Linked DNA regions of Gossypium hirsutum: region 1 is linked to region 2. Evidence: chromatin contacts called from public Hi-C data. All regions are on one chromosome and are shown on one strand. Each heading gives the region's core, a stretch centred on a gene start, on an enhancer-like site or on the middle of the called end of the contact. The rest is flanking DNA. Distances are from core to core; before and after follow the strand shown.

What was found. Hi-C and Micro-C count contacts between places; a contact is called where the count stands out from the background.
Region 1: a Hi-C map of seedling shows a contact between it and region 2, with 1.7 times the contacts expected there. The contact joins the promoter of LOC107924818 here to the promoter of LOC107922992 in region 2. A contact is called at or near these places in 5 of 34 Hi-C or Micro-C datasets (callus, leaf and seedling).

What each region holds. Positions count from the first base shown.
Region 1 is chrA11:17,181,574-17,187,847 of Gossypium_hirsutum_v2.1, forward strand. LOC107924818 reads right to left here and starts at 4,744. Exons shown (of 9, transcript XM_016855422.2): 1 at 4,569-4,744; 2 at 4,402-4,471; 3 at 4,052-4,265; 4 at 3,425-3,606; 5 at 3,160-3,334; 6 at 2,857-3,068; 7 at 2,459-2,584; 8 at 2,265-2,356; 9 at 1,575-1,905. The coding sequence starts at 4,239. The coding sequence ends at 1,753. It also overlaps the pseudogene LOC107924819.
Region 2 is chrA11:17,038,140-17,044,918 of Gossypium_hirsutum_v2.1, forward strand. It overlaps LOC107922992 (wound-induced basic protein), which reads left to right and starts at 2,932. Exons shown (of 2, transcript XM_016853193.2): 1 at 2,932-3,150; 2 at 4,054-4,405. The coding sequence starts at 3,083. The coding sequence ends at 4,111.

The DNA.
Region 1 (6,274 bases), core at 3,494-5,993, 150 kb after region 2:
TCGGATTAAGCAAGCTGTCTAGAGTAGCTGATATATTTGCAAAACGACTGCAAGACCCACAGCGTCTAGCAGATGAAGTATGTTCAGCTCTGCACCTTGGAATCAACCCAGCAGGGGTTGCTGTGATTCTTCAATGTTGGCACATTCATTTCCCAAACCTGGAGTCAGTCTTTCATGACGCAAAGCATCAGGGATGGATAACGGTGTTGGTCTCTTCAGGTTCAGGAGTTTTTGAAAACGAAAATGCTGATGCTTGGTGTGACTTTCTGGGTCTTCTGAAATTCAGAGGTGTAACTGCGGACAGAATTCTGACCAGGGACTCGGAAAAAAAAAGTTGGTGCCCTTCCTATTCTTCCTCAGTGGCTAAGGGTTCTTCTGAGTTAATAGCACCTAACCCTCGAATGGTTGCTGCCATAGCTTCGATACTTGGATCTTTGGGTGAAGATTCAAGGAAAGAGCTTCTAGAAACTCCTAGCCATTTCGTGAGGTGGTTGATGAACTTTCAGAATACCGAGTTGGAGATGAAGTTCAACGGCTTCACTTGTGGCATAAAAGATGTTCTTAAACCTAATGGAGAATGCTCCCACAATCATCAACAGCTGCACGCAGAGTTGAGCCTATCATTCTGGTCTCAATGTGAGCATCATCTGCTTCCTTTTCATGGTGTGGTCCATATAGGATACATGTGCCCTGAAGGATTCAATCCCATTGAAAAGTCCCTTTTGCAGTCAATAGTACATTTTTATGGTTTCAAGCTGCAGGTGCAAGAAAGACTTACTAGGCAAATAGCAGAGACGGTTTCATCAATCTTAGGTGGAGAAGCTTGGCAGTAACACAGCCACGATTGCTGTGCTGGGTCAATTTTCAACCGACCCTGCCATCAGGGCTCTGTTTTTGGAGAGGATTCCAAGCAGTACTACATCTGGAATGTTCTAATAATGCCAGCCTTTGCCTCATTTTCATGCTTTTTAAGTGAGCAACAATGTGGTCTAATTTGTAATGTATTATTTCTTCCTGTATTACTAAAATGCAGCCAGCTAGGGTGTGTTCCAATAAATTATTAGCGTGGTGGGAATTCCAGTTATTCTCAGGTGGTCAATATTAAGGCTCTTACTCACTGTAACATAAATCCCCAGTGAAAGAATTTCAGGGGTGAGTTGTACTTCTGGTCTCCAAAAACTCTTGAAGCATATTTTCAGAATCTTTATCCCGTTTTATTTTGTTGTTTTACTCTCTCCTAATCTAATTTAGAACCCTTTTATAATAGGTAACGTATCATGCTGTCATTATTGAAGCGGTAGTACTAGAAGAATGACGCAAAATCTGTGGTCAGAATTCAGATTATTTTGTACATCCTTACTGCAACATTTTTCTCAAACAATTTATGGAGTCCATATTTAGATATGTCGGATTATTTATCTTCTGTACTTCGAGAAGAGGTTGCCTAGAAAGCTTCCCATGGAAAAGGCCATGGAAACTCAAGGTAAGGGACTTAAAAGTTTGGGAACTAAAGGCAACCATTACATGCTAATACAAAACATCGCATCTGATATCAACGCTGGCTACCAAAGCTGTAAAGGTCAACCTCCAAATAATACCAAAGCTTTATTCCAATAAATTTAAGTTCCACAGACATCAAAAAGATCAAACCATTTACATATGCATTCGGATAGAATGCATTCGTGTAGTTTATGAACTGGGTTGAAGGGTATCAAACCAAAAAAAAAAAAAAAAGCCAACTTTATTTAAGCTTTACCATATATGCCGGATTGTATGCCAAACTATCTTAAATTCTGATTTCCGAGGATGCCTCATATGCAAATATCGCATGCAAGCCATTCCTGAGGCAAAACCCAGCAGCATTGCTAGCACACATAACCATGAAAATAGAGGGACTTTGCGAACCTGCATGTGATCATTATAGCCATTACAAAATAATTAACCAAGCAATATGCTTGCTTGCGCAAAACCTCGTATCACCACTGAGGAATCATACAGACATCAAGAATAACTAAGAATGCCTTGTAAGTACGGTAAGGATACAAAAGCTAAATGACTTGCTTGACAAAGCGTAATGATAACAACAAATATTTTGGATTCGAGCAAAACACTTGCCAAGAAATTTTGTAAGCATAATGAATCAAACCAAAGAAGCAAGCATTTACAAGTTATCAGCATGCTTTACAAATCAGAGTAAAAGAAAATACAGCCATGCAGAACATCTTAGCCATTATTATTGGTGCAAGTCATGCATTTTCCATTACCCAGTTCTTGTACGGAAGATTTCGATCTGCGTGCTCAAGTGAGTAGCGCAGCATATCAACAATTGTCAACTCTGTTACTGGATCATGGTTTTCTGCAAACTTAAAGGCTTACACTCAATTGCATAAATAATGGGATGGCAAAAAGTAATCAATAAATTACAAAGAAGAAAATGTAAATAACTTGATGAAGGCACCTGGAATATCAAAAATTTGTTTTGCAGGTGGAATACCAAGCAGCTCTCCCAAATAAACACGGGCGCGAACACGGTCAGCAATTGAAAGTAAATCTCCATGTGTGATAACGACAACAGGTTTATCATCTAAACAAACAAAAAAGCATTCAGCAAATCGATCACCTGATAAGAAGAAAGTCACATCCACTAATCCACAAAACAAAAAAACAAACAAACAATACCAACAAGGAATAGGAGAATGAGAATAGGAAATTAAGAAGATACAAGATGAAACATTAAACTTCTGTGAATAAATACATGGTAGTTACGAGGTGCCAGCCATTCAGAAGACATAAGCTGTCTTTATTGATCAGCTCCACACATTACACAAAATAAAACCATTAGTAATATCTCCGTACCTTTAAATGATAAGCACGGATGCTTGAAAACCTCGTTGATCATCTGCAAGCAGAGTAAGTCTTCCACGCCATGACCCTCAATGGATTTCAAAACAGAAACCGCATCAACAACAAAAATGACAAAATTAACCATCTGGGGCCTGCAGAACTTCCAACCTAGCTCTCGTGGTTTAAATTTCATTCTTCTCCTTAAACTGGAATCATCTGATTTCCTGATTAAACAAATCACTCATACGAACTAATCTGGAGACAGGAAAAATTACATCCATGACACAAACTACTCTGTAAAGTTACAAAGCAAACCTGATAACAGGTTCCCCATGACGAACACCATTATTCATCCAATTTTGAATCACATTAATGTTTTCAGAGGTGCCGTCGGCCAAGCCCCTGGAATCATAAAGACAGAATGAAGCTGAACCTCTTGGGATCATGTATCCTTGAAGATAGTAGGTCCCATCTCCAACAGATGGATTATCTGCTTTAGAGAAAATACTAAGTTCAGGATTATAATAACTACATCTACCTTGCATAAAAGTGATCTAACAAACCAATGAAACAACATTACATGATATTTGAGCACGTTCTGGTGCAAAATTGTCATCCTCAAACACCCTGGAAATTTTATTGACAAGACTACTTTTTCCACACCCTTTTGGACCAATCAAAAGAAGTGATGTTGTTTTCGGAACATCGTAATCACTGAATTTCTTGCCACCAACATTCTCAATCCATATTCCAGGGAAATAACTGTTCATGTGAAATTACAAATGCCAATTAAAGTTAAGTAATACCAACTCTACCCATCTCGAACAACAAATGCTAAACTTCAACTACAATAAAACCTTCAGAACATACACTGCATACTTGAATTATATGTGCGGGTACTAATATTCACTAAACATGTTGTCAACAACTGTAAATATAATCAAGATCAAATCTGGCATTACATTATTAAGCAGCAATGATAAGAAGGTTTTTCATAAATCGCATTTTAGTGTTTGATGTTGCTTAGTGCACATTCTGATTATATCACAAACCTAGGATGAGAGGATCTTTTTGGTTTCAAAATTAAAAGTACGTGCAAGTTTCAAACCAGTACTTTTTAGAGAATTGAGTTTCTATTTCTGGAGCCAAGCAACGAATAAAGGAGAGCACTTTTTGGAAAGAAATGAAATTGTGCTACCAAGAATACCTCAAAACCTTGTACTTTGCCTCGTTTAGACTCATACTTCGAACCCGCAATTGATCATAACTCTGCAAAACCTCTTTGTAAACCTTCTGTCTCCTCTTGTGATAAGCTTCAAAGTCCGGAGAAGATGACTGAGGACCCATCTTATCAAATTCTTCTAAAAACAACCTATCGCTTTCATTTTTTTCCATCTTCAGCCTTCATTCTCAAATAATCCCTTGCTCATATGAAACCAAATAATCAAATTCAACATTTTTCACCAACACAGAAAGAAAAAAACTATTGATCCCAAGAAAATTATATAGGCTAAAACTCATTTCATCCTTTAAAACAGGGGGGGAAAAAAAGAGTACCTAAGCAAAGTGGGGTTTAGGGAAGACAATGATGGAAGTGAGAAATCTTGGTCTACTGAGTATTCTTCCTCTGTAAAAAAAAAGACAGAGAGAGATGAAAATGGATTCAAGATTAAAGATTAAATAGGAGAAATGAAATAAAAAGGAGAAAGAGAGTGTTGACATACCAGAAGTGAAGGTAGGAGGGATGATCGTCTCACCACCCATATTTTGCAGGAGAAAGTAAACTATATCCCCTGGTGAAAAAAACCGCAACAGATTACGTGTTGTAAGTGAGAAAACTTAGTTATATAATATTATTTGAGTGTTGATTTAAAAAAAAAAAGATCTGTTTGAGAGATTGATGCCAAAAAATGTGTTGGGAGAGATATACATAAGTTAAAAAAAATTTATTACTTTTCTAAAATTATTTTCTATATTTAAATTTTTAATTCAGATTATTTTGATATATTAAGTTTAAAGTTGATACGAAAACTTTAAGATAATCCTGGTTTTTTAATGACAATAATTTTTTCATGAAATCATCTATGGCTGTAATGCAGCTATTCGTTACGCCACCAAACTGAGTCAAATATGGAATTGGAACGGACTGTCCTCACCTTCCTCTCAATCACTGATTCTTAGCTACTATTATATTTATAAAATATATGTAGATTTTAATTTTGATTAATTTTTAAATTAAAATTTATTATTAAATATTTGTTAAGAATAAAATATTTATTATAAAAATTAAAGTATAGTTGTGTCCTTGTTTTCACTTTATTTTGTCTTTCTAGTGTTTTCAATTTTTAATGAATACATTTTATCTTTTTAAAAAATTTTAAATACATGGATATTTTCTTTTATTTAATAAAGATAAATTTATGAATTATCATTATATTCTTAAATCACTATCAATTCTATACATCATCATCAAGCTACATTGTCACGTTTTAAGAAAGTTTTTATGACTCTACAATCACCTTATATTTTACTGTGTCTCACACCAAACTCCAAGCTCTTCATATCATCTTCCCCATCTCCAAGAAGAAGAAAAGGACTCTTCTCTCTTGCTCAAACTCTGCTAGATCTCCATGGGAATTCCCTAAGCTCTATAAAAGACACAAAAGTCAAATACATACCTAACACTCTTCAAGCACTTCCTCAACAAGAACAAACCAGCATCATTAGTGTCTTTTTTTCATTTAGTGCTCTGAACCACTATCATACTTTATGGCTCTGCACACCACCAACAATGTGAACCATTATCGTTGTTATTTTTAACTATTCTTCACATTTTAATAGTCCCAAAGGCAAGTCACTTTATAACCTTTCTTTCAACGAAAGAAGCTATTGTTACCCATAATGTACCACTACTAATTTTATACACTACTCCATCACATCTTAAAGAAGCTCTCATGCCTATACAACTAACTTATATAGTAGGGAATCATTTCAGTAGATCTCAGTAGAGGTGAGTCATCGATCGAATCAAGTCGAGTGAAATGAAATTTTAGTTGAGTCGAATCGAGTGAACTTGTTCAAGTTAAATTAAAAAGTTAAACATGTCAAATTAAAATCTTGTTACAGTATAACTAAATCCATGTTAGAGCACATAAACTTGAAACCATATATATTTAAAAAAAATTTCAAAGCAAAATAAAAAAAATACTTTAGCACGATAAACTTGAATCATTAATTAACTTATTTATGTCTCCAAAATTATTATTCTAGAAATTTTTTATTTTGCTAACTTCCTTTATATATTTTTTAGAATTTTTATAAATTTTTTAAAAAAAATCTAAGTTTTGGATTTTTTTTAATTATTTTAAATTTTTTAAAAGGGTAAATTATATCAACAGTCATTCAACTTTGATGTAGCTGAAAAAAAAAG
Region 2 (6,779 bases), core at 1,682-4,181:
GAAGAGCTTATCGTAGACAAAAGCCAGGAGGTAAGCAAACTGCCTTACTGATCAAAGATCAAAACAGACAGATTAACGACAAGGCTACCATTGAAGGATTGAATAAACCTCGTCGGAGCTGTCAATAATCCATTAAGTATACCAAACAAATCGTATTCACGAAGAATGAGCCGGATCTACTGTTGTCATTGAACGAACGAACCTTCATCCAGTTTGACAACCTCATGTCGAGGAAAGGACGTGACCACTCGATCACCAAGAAGCACCGAGCCACTAAGCTCAACAGAATCAGATTCGGCAGAATGCGTGGTAGCCATGCCCGAGAATCACCGAGCGACTGATACCATGATATAATACTAGAATAGAAGGATAAATATTTACAAGGTAATGATCTATCTTATTTTCTTTAATCGGTTCATATACAAGCTTATACAGAGAAGAGGAACCTTAACTGCTATTAACAAAAAACCAACTTTTGTAACTGCTTAACCACTTAGCTAATTTAGCTAATTCACACACTAATCACATGTGTATTTAGATACTATAACAATGTCCAAAAAAAATGAACCTGTCAAAATAATCTTTCTTCAATTCAATATTTCGTCAATTCACGAGCTGCAATTTCAATCCATTCCACTCCATTGTTAACGTCCTTATTGCAAATTTGATTCGAAAATCCATTTAAGGCCAATGCACTCTTTGCAATAGGGCATTTATGTAGGGCACGCATAATATCTTCTGACTTATTTCTAAATCTTAAATAAGCAAAACTTGCGCCTTGTATTCGTGCATTCAAAGCACAACCCGAGTGGAGAATATTATTGTACACTCTCTAACAAAAGATCTTGATTTTATTGCTCACATTCACTTTCCATATGCATTTTGCATGCAATTCTATGAGGTCCCAAGTCAAACTCGTTAACTGATTGAAGTAAACATCTATACCAACTTCAAACTGAGTAATTCCCATTAGCATTCCAATTCCAAATAAGTTTATCTTCAGCATTCTTATTCACCAACGAAATCTTGCAAATTGCTTCTGCTTCCTCTTTAGAAAACTCTCTCTTAATAAGGTTCTCCCTTCAAACCATTCGGCTTACATCAGTGAGTTCACAAACCTTAGACTCTTCGTTGAAGTTGGTACAAGGGGATAGAGCCAATGAATTTAATTCGGTTGGAATCCAAACATCTTCTTTAACTCGTGCGGTGAGACCATTTCTAATCCACCATCTAGCATCTTCTTTAACTTGGTTCCATAAAGGAACAATTCAGAAAGTATCTAGCTTTAAAAACTTTATGGCAAAGTGAGTTCTTGTTGCGAAGGAGACGCCATCTTTGTTTCGCTAAAAGAGAAAGGTTGAATAAATGCAAATCCCGAAACCCCATGTCCCCTATACTTTTTGGTTGACAAACATTGTTCCATTTGAGCCAAGATATTTCTTGGAACTGGTTGATGAGTAGCCTTCTCTCCTCAACTGAAACATACAAGAATTTGACCAATTTTGGTAATGTAAACCCATCTGTCAATTGGAAGTTGATTTGGAAGTGTAAGGCTCCTCAAAGAGTTCGTGTATTTCTATGGTTGTTGTGGCAAAATAAGATTCTGATTAATGGGGAACGGGCTCGACGACATATGACTAACGAAGGTCATTGTGTTCATTGTGGAAATTCCATTGAGACAAGCTTACATGCCATATGAGATTGTGAGTTCTCAAAAGTGGTTTGAAAGACAATGATTCCAATTCAGTCAGGAATATGTTCTTTTCAGCGAATCTGAATATATAGTTAACCACTAACTTGTTAACTCAAGAGGAATTGACTATAAAGGAGGAAAATTGGCCGATTTTGTTTGCAAAATTGTGTTGGCTATTATGGAAAAGCCAAAATAATTTCATTTTCAATAATAGTCATAGTAATGTTGATATTGTTGTAGGTACATGTTTAGCCTGGGCTGCAAGCTTTGTAAACTCAAAATCTTGTGAACTCCATTGCATTTAGATGGTGTCGGGTGATCATTGGAGACCGCAGGAGAAAGGGTAGGTTAAGTTGAATGTAGATAGTGCATTATTGGAAAGCAATAATACTGTTACGATTAGAGGAGTATTTAAAGACCATGATGCTAATTAGATGTGCGATTTTGCTATATGGATTGAAAAGTAATTAGTTTTCAATATTGAGGTAAGAGTTATATTAGAATGCCTCAATTTAGCTTGGGCGTTTGGTTTTAAGCAATTGGAGTTGGAGTGTGATTATACTTTAGTTGTGGAAACTATCTTAGCTGGTGACACGGGTACTAGTATGTTATCAGAGTTGCGTTTGATTAGTCAACTTTTATGTCAAAATTGACAGGTTCGATTTTGACACATCCCTAGGGAACTTAACAAAGAGATGATTGGATGGCTAAATCGGGAAGCAAGAACTATGATGAGATGCAAGTATATGAAGAGGCCTTAACCCTTATTACGAGAGCTTTTCGAGGTTGATCTTGATTCTATGGTTGTTACTTCTAATTAATTTGTCATCTTTGCAGTCACTTTCTAATTGTTTCTTGTTACCAAAAAAAAAAGGCAAATGATTGAAATGTTACAACCTAAAAACGTTATTGACCAAAATATAACATTTTATAGTTGAGAGGTAAAAAGAAAATTAACCAAAATTGAGTGATTATTTTTTTAATTTGATTTTAGTCTTTAGTTTTTATTTAACGTTTCTTTTGATAGAAAATATTAAAATTTTAAGTGTATGTTTCGCATTTGAAAAATAAAAATTATAAACGATCATAGTTTTTTTATGGTATGTTAAAATGTAAAAGAAAAACGTGGGACATTTTAATAATGTTGCTGACATTCAAATATTTTATTTTTAAAAGAACAAAAAAATTGATGGCGTCCATGAGAAAGCCCAAAGAGGGCCCGAATCTTTAACAGATATATAGGCAACGGCCCAACCATATAAAACGTGGTACCAGAAGACCCAAATCTAAATATAAAGGCGGTTTTCGAGACCCAAAACTAAAACGGCGAAGGCTAATTGATAAGCAGCGTGAGCAGAGAAAGCTAGCTAGGGTTTCTTTCCTTACAGAATGATTTACGACGTCAATTCTGCACTCTTCCGCTCATTCCTCAGCCAGAAGGGCGGCTCTGACAAAAGGTTCCTCTCTCTCTCTTCTCTCTCCATATATATATATGCATCTTTATCCTTTTCCATCCTAATTTATGTGTAAACTTGCTCCCGTGTTAGTTTAGTTTCAATGTTATTAACGTAAATGATTATATTCACTGGGAGTTGATGAAATGCTGACGTATTCTCTTTTCAAGATTTTTGTTTGCTATTTTAATGGGAATGTTGGTCAAAGGGGAAATTTTATCAAGTGCTTACTTTTGATTCCGGCGGAAACTTGGCCAGAAAAATGTTCACTAATTGTTTATTTCAATTATTTAGCATGTATTTTTCAACTATTCGATGAAAGCTAATTATTTTTTTTTGGGAAGATTGTGATTGCGAACAATGAGTATGATGTTTAGAATTAGATTCTTTGTGTTTATGTTGTTTGAACATATATAGAGAGGGCTTTATTTGCACTGGGCTTAGCTTGCTGGTTTGTTTTGTGATTGATTCTTATGAAATTAGGAGGATATGGTTGCTAATTGCTTTAGATGTCTCTAGCAGTTATGGTTACTGAAACTGCATCCAGTGGGCTCTATTCAATAACCTGCAACTTGCGACTTAGGAAGCTTTTATCAATCTCTCTAACACTCAGTGAAGCCTGTTTTATGGTCAGCTCTTTCCAGATACAACATTGAATTGTTTCTTTTATGGTTTATGTTCTCAATTTGGGGAAAGATTTGTTTGTCTTTCTAGTTTAGCTTGTTATGCTGTTTAAACAACTTGTTTCCTTTCTCATGCTTTGCCTTGTGCTACAAATGATGATTATGTGAGGTTTTCTAATGCGTCATTTGCCGTCTGCCTCACTGAAATCTTATTGTAAGAAAAGGTTTTTGTTCCGGTGAGATGCTTCTAATCAGTGGGTGTAACTTTTGCTTGGCTTTTCAGGAAAATGGAGGAGCAGAGACCCAAAGCAAGTGAGAACAAACCTGTTATGACAGAGTAACTGATGCTTTTTTTTAGTCTGCTTTAAGATAGGACAGGTTGGTTGTTGTTTTAGAATGGAAATTATTGTGGATGTTTCTAATTTCTATATTATAACAGTTTTTATTGTTTGATTTGGAATGACCATGTTCTTATCTGGCATTCAAGCTTCTATTTTCCTGATGTTATTTTAGTTCGTGCTGTAATATTCATAGATTTTTCTCTTTGCTGGGGGCATGATGTGGCAGTTTGGTCCCCTGTTGCTTCATTGTAATTTATGGAGCTATTATGAGTTTTATGACCATGTTGGCCCTTATTTTACTTGTTATTTATAGGGGAAGTATTGCTAATGTAGGGCCAAATCTTAGTTAATATTTCTGCATTAAGCCGATTCTCGAGATTGGAATTAAATTAAAACTTGCAAGGATTTCTTATAAACTAGCAATGTATGATCAAGTGTATAATGTTGATGATTGAAATGAACTATCCGATTTAAGACAGACATTAATGGCGGAGCGAGGGTAGCCTTATCCGTTACTACTTTTGTTACAAAGATGGGCTTTCTGTTGGTTTTATTCAAAAAAGGTAATAACCAGTAAATTTGACGTTCCGAGGTTCGGAGTTCAGTATGTGTGATATGTTTTAATACCCAAGGACGTATGGTTGATGATATGCCAAAGAATCGCCGTGTTTGTCAAAAAGCCCTTTGCGACAAAATGAGAAAATTCATTTCTTTTTTGGGATAAGCAATAAATTTGATATTTATGGTAAAACATGGAAAAATAGAAAGCGTGTAAAAAGAATTACAAAAATATTAGAGTGAGACAGAGAGTGGAAGGACAACAACAGACATATGGGTCCCCGTCAAGATGTGGAAAGAAGAGAAGTAAAGGTAGTATTGCATGCATGGCATGCACTTGAGTGCCGGTGCCTACCCATGTGCACACCCAATTCCACCCTCTTATTTTCAGAGAGTAAGTTATGGATGATATAAGATAGACGAAATCACTTGGAAGGATTATTATTATTACCTTATACACAATCTTGACTTGTTGCATTTCATAGTCATATGAGCTATAATTACATTTTAAAAGTTATCGACGTTAATTTAATATTTCAAAAACAAAATGGAATGGAGTAAAAAATGCATACATTAGCAAATGTTCATGAACTTCTTGAAATGATAATTCCTCCTAAATTTCAAATTATCCAGCTAATGAATAAGAAAAAACAAAACAAGAGTATATTATATAGTTGATCTGAAATGAATCAATCATTTGAAATATTTTCTTTTAGAAATCATTTGATACATTTTTTCAACTCCAAAAAAAAGGTAAAAAATAATGTATTTTTAGTTTATATTTTAAAAATTAAAAACTAAAAAAAAAAAGGAAACACAAGGATTTATTAACCTGGCCTGACTCCACTATAACAATAATATTTGTTATTAATTTTAGACAAGTGCTCCACAACACTGGTAAGTTGTTGACTCTCATCTCAGATGTGTATAATTGAAGTGGGCCGTTTTAATCTTAAACTCAAAGCTACCATAGTTTGAATCTACCATCTGTTAGTGTTAGGTATAATTAATGAAAATGAAAATTCTTGGTGAGATGAAACCAACTATAGAAATTGTAGTCCCCTCCCCCAATTTGTAATGTACCCAAAAAGATGTCTCATATTAGGTTTGTTAACCCTCTTTAACATTTATAGGTTCTGGGTTGGTTTCTCCTGTGTTTTTCTTTTTTAATCTGGCTTGTTAAGGTTTTGAGTGGACGAAAGATGTAGTATTTCAGACAGGCATATAAGTTACCCATAATTTCTCATTTAAAATAATGTACTCTCAAGTCTTCATACATAAAATCATTATTCAACTTCTTTATCTGTTTGTACAAGGGAACTTGAAGCCTTTATCTATTTTAACTGTAAGTTTGTCCAATCAATTATACTTAATTATTTCATAGAGAAAAAGCCGAACATTACTGTGAGAGAATGTAAACAGTGGTGTAGCTAGGGTAGAGTTTCGGTCCCTCTAAAATAGAAAACTTTTCATTTAAATCCTTTAAAATTTTAAATTAATAAAAGTAAAATTACTTTGCACCCCTTAAAAATGATAAAAAAATTGATTTAATCCTTTAAAAATTTTAAAAATATAGGCTATTAAAATGATAAAATTATATTTTTACTATCGTAAAAGTTATAATTTAATTTTTGCCCCCTAAAAAATTTTCAAGCTTCACCCCTGGATGTAAAATTAAAATAGTGTTATACATTTTCATAATTTATTGTACAAATATTAATATAATTGTATTTATTATACGTATAAATTTTTAAATCGATCCAATATTTCAATCATACTGATATATATTTAACAATTACTAGTTTTTTTTTACTTAAAACAAATAATTATGAATTTTCATTTTATTATAAACTTGATATTTAGAATCTAGATAAATAAAACATAGAATATGATAATTGAGTTGTTAAATATTAATAATAAAAAATATATAAAATTATTTTCATTTTACAATGTACTCCATCTCTCTCTATATAATATGTGAAATAGTTTGTGGAGCTCAACTAATAAATAGGAAGTTAATGCTTTAACGTAATCGAATTCATGTGTTCCTGTATTAACAATAATGCCTATACCAATCGAGTTAAGACTCAGTCTTTATATGTATATATAT